Linked DNA regions of Sus scrofa: region 2 is linked to region 1. A link is a contact called in public promoter capture Hi-C data. All regions are on one chromosome and are shown on one strand. Each heading gives the region's core, a stretch centred on a gene start, on an enhancer-like site or on the middle of the called end of the contact. The rest is flanking DNA. Distances are from core to core; before and after follow the strand shown. Region 1 holds the start of DIMT1 (DIM1 dimethyladenosine transferase 1 homolog). Region 2 holds the start of SREK1IP1 (protein SREK1IP1).

The links. Promoter capture Hi-C pulls out the DNA fragments that hold promoters and counts their contacts.
Region 2: a contact with region 1 is called in a promoter capture Hi-C map of liver, with 9 times the contacts expected there. The contact joins the promoter of SREK1IP1 here to the promoter of DIMT1 in region 1. A contact is called at or near these places in 1 of 5 promoter capture datasets (liver) and 1 of 2 datasets of contacts at active chromatin or transcription factors (skeletal muscle).

What each region holds. Positions count from the first base shown.
Region 1 is chr16:41,107,692-41,115,338 of Sscrofa11.1, forward strand. DIMT1 (DIM1 dimethyladenosine transferase 1 homolog) reads right to left here and starts at 3,512. Exons shown (of 12, transcript NM_001244313.1): 1 at 3,312-3,512; 2 at 2,903-2,976; 3 at 1,511-1,597. The coding sequence starts at 3,390.
Region 2 is chr16:43,342,377-43,350,023 of Sscrofa11.1, forward strand. It overlaps SREK1IP1 (protein SREK1IP1), which reads right to left and starts at 3,855. Exons shown (of 4, transcript XM_021076777.1): 1 at 3,687-3,855. The coding sequence starts at 3,699. It overlaps CWC27 (CWC27 spliceosome associated protein homolog), which reads left to right and starts at 4,130. Exons shown (of 14, transcript NM_001243923.1): 1 at 4,130-4,364. The coding sequence starts at 4,323.

The DNA.
Region 1 (7,647 bases), core at 2,262-4,761:
TCCATTCTCCAGCTTTCTCTGTGCCTGCAGGGTGATCAGTCCAGCTCCCTTGCCCCTTGACTTCTGGTTGGTAAGGCACCAGCATTACAGGCTGCAAGGGGAGAGAATGAGTAATTTCTATTGCCTGCTCATGCCTTGCACGAGTTCTGGCAGTGGCTGTGTACTGCTATGACTGCCTCCTGTTCAAAGGCTCCCACTCTTACTGGCCTCCAATAACAGTTCCCTCCTCCTGCCTCTTGAGGTCTTGGTAACTTTCCTGCTGTTGCTAGTCCCCAGGTTTTTCACCAATGCTTACTTACCAACATTCCTGCATTTTGTAAATAGTCCCTTCAGTCCCCTCAACAACATTCCCGCATTTTGTAATTAGTGTGTTCATTAAACCCTCCTCAGATGAGTTCTTTAAAACGTGCTTTCTACTTCCACCACAAGACATGACAATGGTTCCATTTAATTGGAACTGGGTCAGCCAGGAGACAAAGAAGGTAGCAGCAACCTTATCTCAGAGACCCATGCTCCAGCTCTTAAGATCATCTCCAAAGTTTTTTTTTTTTTTTTTTTTTAATTTCCCCAATATGTCTCCAAAGTTCCAATAAGTCCAACCTCCTGGCTTTGTTTACTTGAGCCTAGAGGTGGTGGTAGCTCTTTGTAATTACTACTCTTGGGATACCTCAGTATTCCCATTTTATTCCTTTAGTCCTCTAACAATTACATAACCAGTTCCCTATATTAAATTCCCTGTACTGAAATACCTAATGTGGTTTGCTTTCCTGACTAGTATATCCCATATTTTCCTTATCTTTTAATCCATTTTTAAAAGTTGAGATCTAACAGACATATAACTTTATATTAGCTTTAGGTATACAACGTAGTTCATTATATGTATGTACATTGCAAGATAAGTTTAACATTCATCACCACATAATTACAAATTTTTTTTCTTGTGATGAGAATTTTTACTCTCTTTAGCAACTTTAAAATATACTATACAGTATTGTTACCTATAGGCACCATGCTATTCATTACATCCCTAGGACTTACTTATTTTATAACTTGAAGTTTTATCTTTTTTTTTTTTTTTTTTTTTTTTTTTCCTCTTTAGGGTTGCACCTGCAGCATGTGGAAGTTCCCAGGCTAGGTATCAAGTCAGAGCTGCAGCTGCCGGCCTATGCCACAGACACAGCAATGCAGGATCCAAGCTGCATCTGTGACCTACAGCACAGCTAGTGGCCACACTGGATCCTTAACCCATTGAGCAAGGCCAGGGATCAAACCCATATCCTTATGTAAATTAGTCAAGCTCTTAACCCACTGAGCCACAAGGGGAACTCTGTTAAGTTTGTACCTTTTGACCCCCTTTACCCGTCTCACTCATATCAGATAACATTTATAGCAAAGGAGCAAGAATTACTGTTAAAATAATAGCGATTAATTCAAATAGATCCATATTTGTAAACCACCTGAGCTTGCTCCATAGCCATTTCTGATACCAAAAATTAAATCCTCTTTTTACCTTTTTTGCCTTTTCTAGCAACTTTACAGTCATATTGCCAGTTCCAGGTCCAACTTCCAACACCACATCAGTTGGTCTCAAGGCAGCCTGCAAGCAAGCACAACCACTTTAGATTTACAGGCTCATCTGAACACATAATTTAATTTACATCTGAATATCTTTACTCAAAAGTGCTCAGTTAGGAGATCTTTATTCTCATTTCATTTTTAGGTGATTCCTTCATGACCTATGCGCTTAACGAAATCATCTCATTAACATTAGATGCAAGTGGAAATCTAACACTTCTAATTTGGGGCAATAGTTAGGAGTCAGAAAAGTTAGGCGTCGGAAAAACAGGAAGAGCAGTTCGTTCTGAGAGTGGCACTCTGCTTTCTAGCTTTGAAATGATTCCAAAAGCATCAAGTTACCAACTCTGTTACCACCAGGTTCAAACTGGAAAGGTCAAAATGATGACCTTGCCTGAGAACCACAGCATGTTGTACTAGGATCTCTCAATTTTACATCCTTGTACGGTTTCAGGGATACAGGAGTATCTAGAAATTGTACATAAATCTGGGTATCTGTATGCACACAGCTACAGTATTCGATTCCATGGCTTCTAGGAGATGCTCAAAGGAATCTGTAAGCCAAAAATGTTAAAAATAGGGAGTTCCCGCTGTGGCACAGTGGCTTAAAGATCAGGCGTTGCCACAGCTGATACGTCACAGCTGTGGCTCGGATTCAGTCTCTAGCTGTGGAACCTCCATATGCTGTGGGTGCAGCCAAAAAAAAAAAAAAAATGCTAAAAATAAAGCCAGCTCTCATTCTGCAAATGACACCACGTCAAGATGAGATCCTAGTGTAAATTCATGTTCTTTCAACAGCTTCAAGATGCTTCCTTTGCAACATGAAAGTAATTTGCACGACCTAAGTTTCATGTCTTAGCGCTCAGTCATCTAAAACAGTAAGGTAAAATCGATAACCCAGACAGGAAATATACTCCAATGTGGCATTGCCTTATACCACTTAAGTTTCTCTGGGAAACAAACTTTTAAAGGTTCAGACACATTTTTAGGCTATGGAGTAAATAAAAATTAGCAGTGATAGATGGTGCCTAGAAAAAGTGATTTGGAATAGAAGAATAATAATCTGGAATGCAACAAGTAGAAATGTCAAGCTAAGAAGTAAATACTCTACAGAAAGACAAAAGAATTTGGAGTCCGGAGAAACCGAGATCCACAGAATGAAGCAAATCATACTGAAGACAGCTTGTGAATCCTACACAATTCTTCAATTCATCCAACAGGTATTTATACAGCATCTAATTGGTGCCTGACATCCTTTCCGTGCTTAGATATTCCTAAAAATAAAATGAATTACCCAATAACTCTCCCTTTCCTATTCCACACCCACCTTATCGATAATGCTGTTAACAATGAGAGGATTTTTCAAAATGTGCTGCCCAATGCCCGTGTTGAACATGAGTCCTGTAAGAAAACATGAAACAGCCTTAATTTCCTAACTAAAATCAAATATTAGACTGTCCCTTAAAAGAAAGTAGGAGAGTTGAGGGAAGATTTCTGTGCCGAGAAGAACCAAACATCAAGCTAGGATTGATAAACTAAGTCCTCCCCTTCTGCTGAAAAGGAAGCGAGAGGGCGGCGCGCCGGGCCTGTGGCCGGCGCTCGGGGAAACCTAGGACTTGCGCTCCCGGATCGGGAATCCCGCCCAGTCTCACTGTCCCGACCCACATCTCCGTCCTCGCCCCGGGCTTGGTCCTGCCGGAAGACCTGACTCGACCCTGCTCCTCGGCTGTCCCCACCTCCGGCGCTCTTCAGTTCCCGGCGTTGTTGTTGCCGCTCGCGGCGACGGACGCTCGCCCCCGACTTGATCTTCGGCATCTTTTCCCGCAGCGGGCCCACAGGCAGGTTAAGTTAGGGAGAACCTAACCCGTTAATCCCGAGAAAGTGCACCACGTGGGAATCGCCGGCCTGCACCCCCAGCACCGGTTCGGATCACGTCTGGGAGGGGCGAGAACCCGCCCCCTGGTTTGCTCTGGGGTCCGCCCTCAGAGACTGAACCCGACCTTGGAGCCAGATGGCTGCTGGGAATTGTAGTCATAAACTGAAGGGAAAGCCTACCTCCGGAGCCTACAAATCCCAGAAGGCGCCACGCAACAGATCAGTTTGGATTGGCTAGTTTAGAATGGGGGCGGGGCTTGTTGTTCTTACAGCTTGGAGCTAGTTAAGTACGTTTTGGTGTGTACCCAGAGATGTTGGAGGCGGTTTAAATTTAGGCCTGGCTTTTTCAGGCCAGGTTCTAGAATTGCTGAAGCCAAATGTTTTTTTTATTATGTCACCTGCCTATCTCCTGTTTCCCAGCAGATTGTGGGGTGAGAATCCCAGGAATTTGGGATGAAGAGCTTGCTTCTCTGGGGGTTGGAGTCCTCCACTACTTGATTTGTGGAAAGGAACTTAAAAGAGGTGTTTTAAGTTAAAATGAGGACCTCAGACTGTGACCTAATCCATTCTGACTGGTTTACTTTAGACACACAAAAGGGGGGTTGTGCTCAGAGGAAAGACTGTGTCATGACACAGCCAGAAGGAAGCCATCTGCAAGCTAAGAGAGACCCCAGGAGAAACCAACTCTGCTGACACCTTGATCTTGGCTTCTAGCCTCCAGAACTGTAAGAAAATAAATTTCTGTCAGAGTTCCCTTCGTGGCTCAGTGGTTAATGAACCCAACCAGGGTCCACGACAATGCGAGTTTGATCCCTGTTCTCGCTCAGTGGGTTAAGGATCCAGCACTGCCCTGAGCTGCGTGTAGGTTGCAGAGGCAGCTCAGATCCCCAAGTTGCTGTAACTCTGATTAGACCCCTAGCCTGGAAACTTGCAAATGACTCAGGTGTGGGCCTGAAAAAGCAAAAAAAAAAATATATATATATATAATTAAATTAAATTAAATTAAAAATAAATAAATAAATTTCTGTCATTTAAGCCACCCAGTCTGGCATATTTTATTATGGCAACCCTAGCAAACTAATGCAACACGTAATGAAAATTCATTTTCCAAGGGCCTACCTTAAACACACTGGATCATAATAGGATTTGGCCCTGGCAAATGCATTTTTGACAGACCCTCTAGGAGATTCTGATGCACAATGTAGGTAGGGAATCACTATTTTCTACACTAATATAGTTGGTCGGGAAATTCCTCCATAAATGAAAAAGGATTAGGAGGGCTATCCTCATCAGTACAGGGAAGCTGTTCTAATGATTGTATCATTTATTCTGGCCAAATTTCATCCAATTCTTTTTTCTCTCTGAAGTGAGACAGTATTGGATGCCTCATGAATCCATTAGTCCTAGGGAATTGTGTGATGCTGGGGTAGGAACTGCATTAAATAAATGACTATGTGGAGTTCCCGCCGTGGTGCAGTGGTTAACAAATCTGACTAGGAACCATGAGGTTGTGGGTTCGATCCCTGGCCTTGTTCAGTGGGTTAAGGATCCTGCGTTGCTGTGAACTGTGGTGTAGGTCGCAGATGCAGCTCGGATCCCACGTTGCTGTGGCTCTGGCTAGGCTGGTGGCTACAGCTCCGATTAGACCTGGGAACTTCCATATGCTGCAAGAGCAGGTCTAGAAAAAGGCAAAAAGACAGAAAATAAATAAATAAATAAATGAGTATGTGGGAGTTCCTGTCGTGGTGCAGCGGGTGCAGCAGAAACAAATCTGACTAGGAACCATGAGGTTTTGGGTTCCATCCCTGGCCTCGCTCAGTGGGTTAAGAATCTGGCATTGCCCAGAGCTGTGGTGTAGGTCTCAGACACGGCTCAGATCTTGAGTTGCTGTGGCTCTGGCGTAGGCTGTCAGCTCAGATTAGACCCTTAGCCCGGAAACCTTCATATGCCATGGGTGCGGCCCTAAAAAAAAAAAAAAGACAGAAAAAAAAAAAAAAAGAAATGAGTGTAGAATTTATGCTGGAATGTATTTGAGTTATTTTTGCAGCTATGAATGGTTTTGTAATTATAAAAAATAATTTTATGCTTCTCTGATTCATATCAGAATCCTTTGTTAATTAAAAATAATAATGTTTCAGCTTGGGTGTGCATAATTGATTCATTGCCATTCTTAGAGTGTTTTGTGTTATAACTTGAAAAAGAATTATAGCAATATTTTCTTTGGTAGAAGAGGCTTATTTAAATTCACAGCATGGGAGTTTCCGTTGTGCCTAAGTGGAAAGGAATCCATGAGGATTCAGGTTTGATCCCTGGCCTCTCTCAGTGGGTAGGGGATCTGGTGTTGCCGTGATTTGTGGTGTAGGTTGCAAATGAGACTAGGATCCCTTGTTACTGTGGCTGTGGCTTGTTAGTAGCTACATCTCCAATTAAACCCCTAGCCTAGGAATGTCCATATGCCACAGGTGTGGCACTAAAAAGCAAATTTAATTAATTGATTAATTCATAGCATACTTGAAATGACATTTTTAATATGCTTGGGAGTTTAATAAAAAATAAAAATAAAATATTGTTAGCATTTTCTTGTATAAATTATAATTCCTTACAGACTTTTAATGTATTTAAGTCATAAAAACATTAAGCATGTTTGAATTTCACACTTTTAACATAGATTTATTACTGAAATACTATATTCCTATGAAAAAGAATATAATTCACCTAGACAAGATAAAACAAAATTAAATTTAAATCTACTTAATATCAAGCTGTTTCATTTGATTAGAACAATGAAAATTATTGTTATTGTGACAATATCCAAATCTAAATGCTAAAATGAAGTGCTGTCTTACAGATTAGAACAATTTCAAAGAAAACCTAGAGATTTAATTTCTACTTTGCCATCTAAATCTTAACAGAAAAATGTGATGAAATTTGGTTGAAAGAATATACCTTGAAAACCATGAGCAAATTCTTCCATAAAAAATATTCTAATTTTATCAGATTAATAAAATGCTATCTTAAATTAATAAAATTAATTAAGAAAGAAGATTATGGTCTCCATTTAATACCAGCAGGATGAGTCTAAGCATTGCCAGTGGAAATCTAATAACTGATACCTTCAAAAAGTATCTGTTCCCTTGTGGTGCAGCAGGTTCAAGCGTGGCAAAAAAGAAAAAAAACAAAACAGTATCTGTCAGATAAATGTTTTCCTGTCATTACCATCAAATAATATATAACCTGTGGCAAAATAAATCACTTTGAAATGATTTAGCTTTCCAAATACAGCAGAAAAATTGTACTGAGAATTCTATTTGTGGATTATAACAGAGCCTATTTTATATTTTTTAGATTTATACTTACATACTATATTTTCATATTGCATTTTATGGGTTTCAAAGTACTTTTTTTTAATGGCCCAGGCATGCAGCAGCTTGATGTAGGAACTCAGTTCCCAGATGAGACTTAACCCAGGTTGCAGCAGTAAAAGAGCCAAGCCTAACCACAAAACCACCAGGGAACTCCCTCAGAGTACTTTGCACACAGATTTTCAGTGAAACCCTGGGAAGTTGTTAGGGCGAGCATGCTTACCCTAGTTTGCATATGAAGAAACTGAGTCTCATAGAGTTTAAGGGTATTTGCTCAAGGTCTTTCAGGTAGTTGGTGCAGAGATAGGGGTGGAGATAGGGATAGGGGTTCTGTCCTTGACACAGCTGAACACTAGCCTGTCTTTTGTGGGCTCTACTTATAGCTGAATGTTGCCATTACAGAAAATTACAGTTGGCTCTAGGTTTACACCCTTGGATACAGAGGACTCAGTGTACTATGCTATCTTATATAAAAGACTTGGGCATTTGTGGATTTTGGCATCCAGGAAGGGTCCTGAATCAATTCCCCCAGGTACTCTCATCATTGGTGGTAGAATGGCAGGGAAGCAAAAGATACTAGCTGAGTCATTTTAAACACAATATAAATCAATTTTACTCTTCAATAACAAGCTAGTGTAAGATTCAAGTGAATTTTTAAATATGTAGTTAAAAAATTAAATCTTTGGGAGTTCCCGTCGTGGCGCAGTGGTTAACGAATCCGACTAGGAACCATGAGGTTGCGGGTTCGGTCCCTGCCCTTGCTCAGTGGGTTAACGATCCGGCGTTGCCGTGAGCTGTGGTGTAGGTTGCAGACGCGGCTCGGATCCCGAGTTGC
Region 2 (7,647 bases), core at 2,605-5,104, 2.2 Mb after region 1:
AACGGTAACTTGGCTATAGGAAATTCACTATCTTGGCTGTATAGGTTTCACTGAAGGTGAGCGAGGGAGAGAGAGAAAAGCATTTTCCTGCCAACTGCATCATTAACATTGCCACTTGTGCCAGGTAACTTTTCATGGGGAATGGTTAATCATTAACATGAATATCAGAACTAATTTCAACAACTGTGAATGGGAAAAACAGTTTTTAAAGAAAGTAATCCTCCTTGAATTTCAGTGTGTTTAAGTGTCATTTCTGTAATAACAACTATGAGTGCATGATTTCTCTAAGTAAGAGTACACATTTCATCGTGCTAACTACATAATGGTGTAAGATTACACACATTGCTGTGGAAAAACAGCTGAAATAGGTGAATATAAAGTAGATGAGACAGATTATAATTTTTGGAATGCAACCTTGATATTTTATAGTCATTCCTTATAATAATCACTACAAGACCACCCCAAAAATGCCATATTGGATATATATGAGTATTATACCTAAAAATAAAAGAGCCTTCTTGTCCTTCCTGATAATTATATCAAAAGGTTTCTGATGGAGCCCTATTTTTCTATGTTACACTGTCTGGATTGATCCTCCAAGAAATTACCTTAACATTTTCTGTATTTTCTAATGGCACTTGCATTGTACTTTTACAGTGCTGTCATGCCTATTATTTCGATCTTTGCCGGGTTTAAACAGTTTAGCTATGTCCTACCATCTAGCTTAATGGCACAATTTAGTATTATTACACTTTGAACCATTATTTTGAGTTGAAAGAAGGTTAACATAGCTATAATGCTGTTCTAAACTTGAGAATTTCAACAGAGACCAAAAAAAATCACTTTTGTCCTTTTTTTTTTTTCTTGTCTTTTTAGGACTTATGGTAGCCAGGCTAGGGGTCAAATCGGAACTGTGGCTAGTGGCTTAAACCACAGCCCCCGCAACTCGGGATCTGAGCAGCAACTGCAGCTCACTCATGGCAACACCAGATTCTTAACCTACTGAGCAAGGCAAGTTATCGAACCCATGTACTAGTCAGGTTATTTACTGCTGAGCCACAATGGGAACTCCACTTTTGTCCTCTTTCTTAAGAAGCACATTCCATTTTCATTACTAGACTTAAGTTTTATGAGGATCCAAGGCTGTGGCATTGTGTCCCCCAGCGTGCCTATACTATGTGGGTGCTCAAAACACTTGGTCTAATGATGAAAGCAACAGCAACAGCAGGACACCTTTGGATGGAGCTGTGGGATCACTGGGGCTAACTTGGCCCATCATGATACCTAGGTAAAATCTATTGTGCAGGCTGGACTTTATCTGCTGGCCCATTACATGTTGATATTCTCCAGGCTCCAATCACAGACCTTCCCTTCACACTCTATGCATTCCACCTGAGCAAAGGCTTTCATTTCCATGACCTTACCTCCTATCACATATGTGGATGACAACAAATTAATGTCTTCAGCTCTGGCTTTCTTCCTAAGCTACACATTGTATCTCTCTACTGCCTACTGGATATCTCCATTCCTATCTCTTACTATTAGACATTGCCATTCCAAGTCTACATGGTGACATAATCCCCAACTAAATTCATCATCCCCTTAAAAACTGTTCCTTCTCAGGTGTTGCTTATATTAGTGAATGGACCCACCCAACCACCTAACAGTGAAACCCAGGTCCATTTCAAATCTTACCACCTATGGTGAATCAATCACTGATTCCCAGTGATTCTATCACCAGAAACACATCTCTAATCTATTTGCTTTTCTCCTTTTCTACTGAGACCATTCCTGAGGCATCAATCATCATAACTTACCAGAGTTATTGCTAACTGGTGACTCTGCCTCCAAACTAGCTCTCATCCAATCTAGTGTGCAGCCAGAATGCTCTTTCCAAAATGTGTGTTTAAAAATTCTTAAATAGCTTTCTATGGTCCTTAGGAAAACATCCAAGTTCCTTGTTAGGGCTTAAAACATCCTTAAGAATTGCCTTGTAAATTAAACAAGAACATGGCAAAATGGATAAGCACACAAGGTCTAGAGGAGCCAGACTGACCTGCCCTTACTAGCTATCTCAATCAAGTTACTTGATTTCTATGTCCTTCAGTATCCTGCCAGTGGAATGGAAGAAATATTGTCTACCTAACAGTGTGGGCGTGAATGTTTCATGAGATCAAATACAAGGCTTGACACAGTGTTTGACAAATCTGACACACAGTAAATGCTTGGTAAATATTGGCTACTGTTGTTATCTCTCTAGTTAATTTCTCAATTCTCTCCCATTTGTATTCTGAGTTCCATCCACAGGGCACATCTTTCATTTCATTTCCTCTTCTCACACATTTCTTCTTCCTTTACATATTCAGTCCCTCTGGGTACAAGTTCCCCTCCCACAATTCTTCAGGTCTCATCCTAAATGCCTCATCCTTGGCAAAGTTCTTCTGGTCCCTCCAGTCTCCTGTTAGGTGCCCTTATTACATGCTCCTCAGGGCTTTGTGTTTTCACTGCAATGCGTTTGTCTAACTTTCTAGTACTTTCTTCTCACTGCTCGACTGTAAGCTCTGTGTGAAGGGCAGCTGTGTTCCTGGTGCCTAGTATCCTACCACACAATACAGCTTTAATAAAAGTTATTATGTGTATGAATGTATGTACCTTTCCTCTCCTAAAATACTGCAACCCCCCGCCCCCCCAACCAAAACTTAAGTTGGTAGAACTTCACAACTTCCCCATACAGTAAAATACAGTTCAGCACAGGCCTCCACAGAATAAACATGGTCCAATAATACTGGGAAGGGCAGGTTACAACAAAGTTAGAGTTTCTGAACCATAGCAATTCTCAATGTCTTTGCTATACTACAGTGCATCATGAATCTCCAAGTTGTATGAGCGGTGGGTGGGTGGGGGTGGGGGTGGGGATAGCGTTTATTTTTCAAAGTATCTCCTGCAACCAGTGCTCTGCAGAACCCACCTTGGCAAAGTAGGTTTAAAGAGATGCCCTCCGCTACCAGAACTTCCAAGTAAGCTAGTAGTTGTGAACGGGAAAACTCTGAAGCACTTATTTCACAGGGTTCATTGTTTTTCGGTTGACACCCCCTGGTCATGGAATCTGAGAACTGTAAGGACCCATATACATATATCAACAAATCTCCTTTTACTGATACAAAAACTGAGACCCGGAAAGGCAAAGCATCGGGTCCAGGGCCACAACGCAACTACAAAAAACAGGAAGAAAGAAGTAGAACCGCAGAGACCCATTTCGGCCCAGCGACTTTCACAACAAACAATGCCTACTTGGATCCGCCAAGTGTTGCCTCCTCAAATTTTATTTTCAAGCCTTATTAAAGTTAAAGTCAGTTTTTCTCGGCTAACAGCTTCCTAGGCCTACAGTTACTAACTAGTCCGTCTCCACCCGCCTCCCCGCGCACCCCTTCCCCCGCTCCGCCCTGTATACAGTTCCCCGTAGTCCATCCAGTGCTAGGCTGGGGCGGGGAAACAATTCCTTTCTTTCTTTCTTTCCTTTAGAGTTTATTTTTGGACTGTAAACTTCTCCAAGTAAGCCAAACGACAATGTTAATTTTAACGCCTCCGCCCTAAGGCGCTACTACTTATGCCAGCGCCCCCCAATCTACCTACCCTACCAGCTCCCTCCCTCGCCCAGACCCAGGGGCTCTACGTTTGGTCTTTACCTGGAACTGCCATGGCGCGGGGAATTGGGGTTGCAGGACCCCTAGGCTTTCGAGAGCGCGCTCGCTTACCGCTGGCTGCGGGGACAACGTACAATGACGGCCGCCGCTTCCTTCTACTCGCGTCGCGGTAGCCAGATGACAGTCGGGTAAGGCCCTAAAAGCCTGCGGCGATAGAGGAACCAAGAAGCTACTGATGCAGTTTCCGGAGGAATTGTATTGTAGACCACACACGGTCCAAACCATTACTGCCAGTTTAGGGGTAGTTAATGAGATCTACACACGCGTGTAGTAAAGTAAACAACCCAAAGACTTACAAATTTTTATTTTTTAAATTTTAATACAAGTTAAATTAATCCACGGAGGCTTAATAATATTTTATTGATTCCCTAGAGGCCATCGGAAGCCCCCTTCTCAGGATTAGCGGTGCTCGGGTCCGGGAGCAACATGGCGGCGTCCGGGAGCGGCTGTCTTTAGAAAAAGATAGGACCTGTGCCGCTGCCTTGCGGGATACTGACAGACTGGAGCTTTTCGCGACCTCCAGATTTAAGGAAGCGTGTACCGATACGTGGACTGCTTTAGTGACTCACCGTTCGCTTTTATCCCCAATTAGGAACAGCGTCCTGAGCACTGACCAACATGAGCAACATTTACATCCAGGAGCCTCCCACGAACGGGAAGGTGAGCTTCCTCTAGGGTACCTGGTCTCTCCAGAATTATCTTTCACTGGCAATTCTGGGGTCTAGGGTTAGAAGAGATTACAAGAAGCCTTGTCCTTTCCTCTGTCTCTGAATAGCATTGCATCGAGAACCATACACTGGCACTTCTCAGCACATAATTGAAAAAGTCTTCAGGTGGCGATTTCTTTATTAAACTTCTGGCCCTAATTTGTGCTTTAACTTAGCTCTGCAGGCGTTTTCTAGGGTCGTAGGTAAAAAGCCAAGGTGTTTTAAAAGTTGACTTTTTTTTTTTTTTTTTTTTTGGTTATCTCGTTGATGATTTTTTCTCTGTTAGTTCAACAATCCTTTTTTTGAATGTCTGCTAGGCACCAGGCACTGTACTAGGTACTGGGGATACCAAAATGGATGGATAAGCGCTAGTTGTTGCCCAAGAGGGGTTTATGGTTTAGTTTGAGAGGCAGGCTGGTTAAGAAAAACCTTATGATATGTTTGATAGGAAGGCTATGGCGAGAGGAGCTAGCCTATTGCTATGGTAGTACTGAGAAGTTAGCAACTGGAAACTAGGGAAAAGCTTCATGGCAGAAGTATTTTTGGAGCTGGTCTTAAAACGTGAGCAGATTATTAATGGGAAATGTTCCCATATAAGAATGATTTTCTGATTGATTTTGATGGTCAAGAATGTCATTTCCCATCCAGTGTTTATATGCAGTATGAGCAGGGTCAATAATGGAATAAGTATCACCTGAATTCTTGAAGTGAGACCTAGTCTCTATCAGACACAAAATATGATGAACCAGCATAATGGAAAAAATAGTGAAAATGAAAGTGTGTAAGTGTATTAAGATGAAGTAAATTTGCATCAGATACAGTTCTGTAGCATGTATCACAAATTATTTATGCAGTTTTGTTGATTTACATTTAGTAATATAATGAAGGCAATTTGAAGACAAAACCAAAAATGCTGTAATTGATACCTCCAGCAAAAATCTTAGTAATTTGGGCACAGCAATTCTTTCAATTCTGTTGTTTGAACTTCTTCCCCACCCCTCACCTCTACCCTACATCATTGTGAAAACCCAGAGTATCTATCTCTTCATATTTCCAAGTGTTTTTTGGGAGTTGTATCACACTCACTTGCTAAACACTGGTAAATATTGAGTATATTGCCCATCCTTTTAGGGCCTTCACACTTGCCATTCTTTTCTCTAGTATACTCTTTAGCCTATTCAAATGTCATTTTAGCAGAGGGCCTTTCCTATCAACTCTCTATTAATATAGCAAAATCTCATTCATGTCCTGCACCTCAGCATGCCCTGGCCCTTATCCTCTTTAGTTTTTTCTACAGTACTTATTTATTGTTGTATCCTCCCCCACTACTATTCCCCCCATAGAACACAGGCATTATGAAGGCAGAGACAGGAATCTAGAATGGTGCTTGACACATGCATGTTATGAGGAGTTCAAATATGTATTGAGTGGATGGATGGATGAAATAATACTGTATCTCTTAACTTATGAGAAATATTAGCATCAGTGGGCTTGAGGTTATACTGCTACTGTATAAGGGCAGACTTAGTTTTACTCTGGGGAAAGATTCAACATGGTCATAAAGATAAGATGAGAAGTTTTAGCAAAGATAGATGCCTAAACAGGCAATCTTTAATTCGACAAATATTTATTGAGCACATAGCACAAGCCAGGCTCTATGCTAGGTTTTAGGTATGCAGTAGAAAGAAAAACCAGCGTTGTTCTTATTATCATAGAGTCAGTTTTGCTAAATATACATTGATCGAATTGGGCTGAGGGAGAATATCAAGTGTGGCTCAAGTTTTCCTTCAAAACCAGTTTGGGACTTTTTCTGACATAAGACTGAAGATATGGAAACTTCAAAGTTTTGTAACATACAGAGCTTGTTGAGAATTTTGGCCTGGAAAGACTTTAGAGCAGAAATGTTTGTTTAGTGCCTATACTGTCTAATGCCACATTAGGTACTGAATGGATTCACAGATATTCTGAATAAATGAGACAAAATTTCTCTAGTGTCATTTTAGAAAGTAATTGACATTATACCTATGGTTGACCCCTGTCAATAGTCTATAAATATGCTGTGTTTTGCCTTTGAAGAGGAGGCACTGAAATGACCACGTGAGAGAAATTTCCTTATCAACTGAAGATGAAGTGAGCCACAAGGGAAGTCCAGTTATCAACTGAAGATGTAATTTCCATATATTATGATGATTTAAACTAAATTGTATATTGAACCTATATATTTATTCTTAAGAACATTTTATTATCCAAGTATTATCTTATTTGTAAACTTTAAGAAAAGGAGGCACTGATGCCTGACAAAGTAGTTATGTGCAGTAGGAATGTATGGCCAAAGGAGGAGCCATGTGCCTTCTTTTTTTTTAATTCAGTGAAAGTATTAAGAAACCCTGGTAGGCAAAGTGGCCCAACCATATATGCATTCTTTTTTGCTAGGTGTAAGTTTCCTGTGGCCAAAAAATTGTATAAGAATAATAATTACAAGAGCTACCATATTTTGAACATTTCTTATTTGTCAGGTACTGTTGTAAGCCATCTATGTATAATAACTCATTTTGCCCTGACAACAAACCCATAAGACTATTAGTATCCCTGTTTTTTATTTTTATTTTTTATTGAAGTATATGTGACATTTTACATTAGTTTCATGTATACACCATAGTGATTTGACATTTGAATACATTTCAAAATGGTCACCAAAATAAGTCTAGTTACCATCTGTCAGCATATAAAGTTATACAATATTATTGACTGTATTCCCATTGCTGTGCATTTCATCCCCATAGCTTATTTATTTTATACTTGGATGCTTGTACCTCTTGATTCCCTTCACCCATTCTATCCCCAACTTACCGCCACCTTGTCTCACTTTTGACAATCATCTGTCTCTTCTCTGTATCTAAGACTGTTAAGAGTCTGGGTTTTGTTTGTTTTGTTTTTTAGAGTCCACATATAAGTGGAATCATGTGTTATTTATCTTTCTCTGACATTTTATTTAGCATAATCCCCTCACCCTCAAGCTCCATCCATGGCAATAGTCCTTTCTTTTTTATAACGTAGTAGTAATCTAGTGTGTGTGGTACACCACACCTTCTTTATATTCATTCATCATTGGACGCTTTGGTTGTTTCCATGTGTTGGCTCTTGTAAGTAGTGTTGCAGGGAGCATAGTGGTGTGCATATCTTTTCTAATTATTGTTTTCGTATCTTTGGATAAATACCAAGAAGTGGAATTGCTG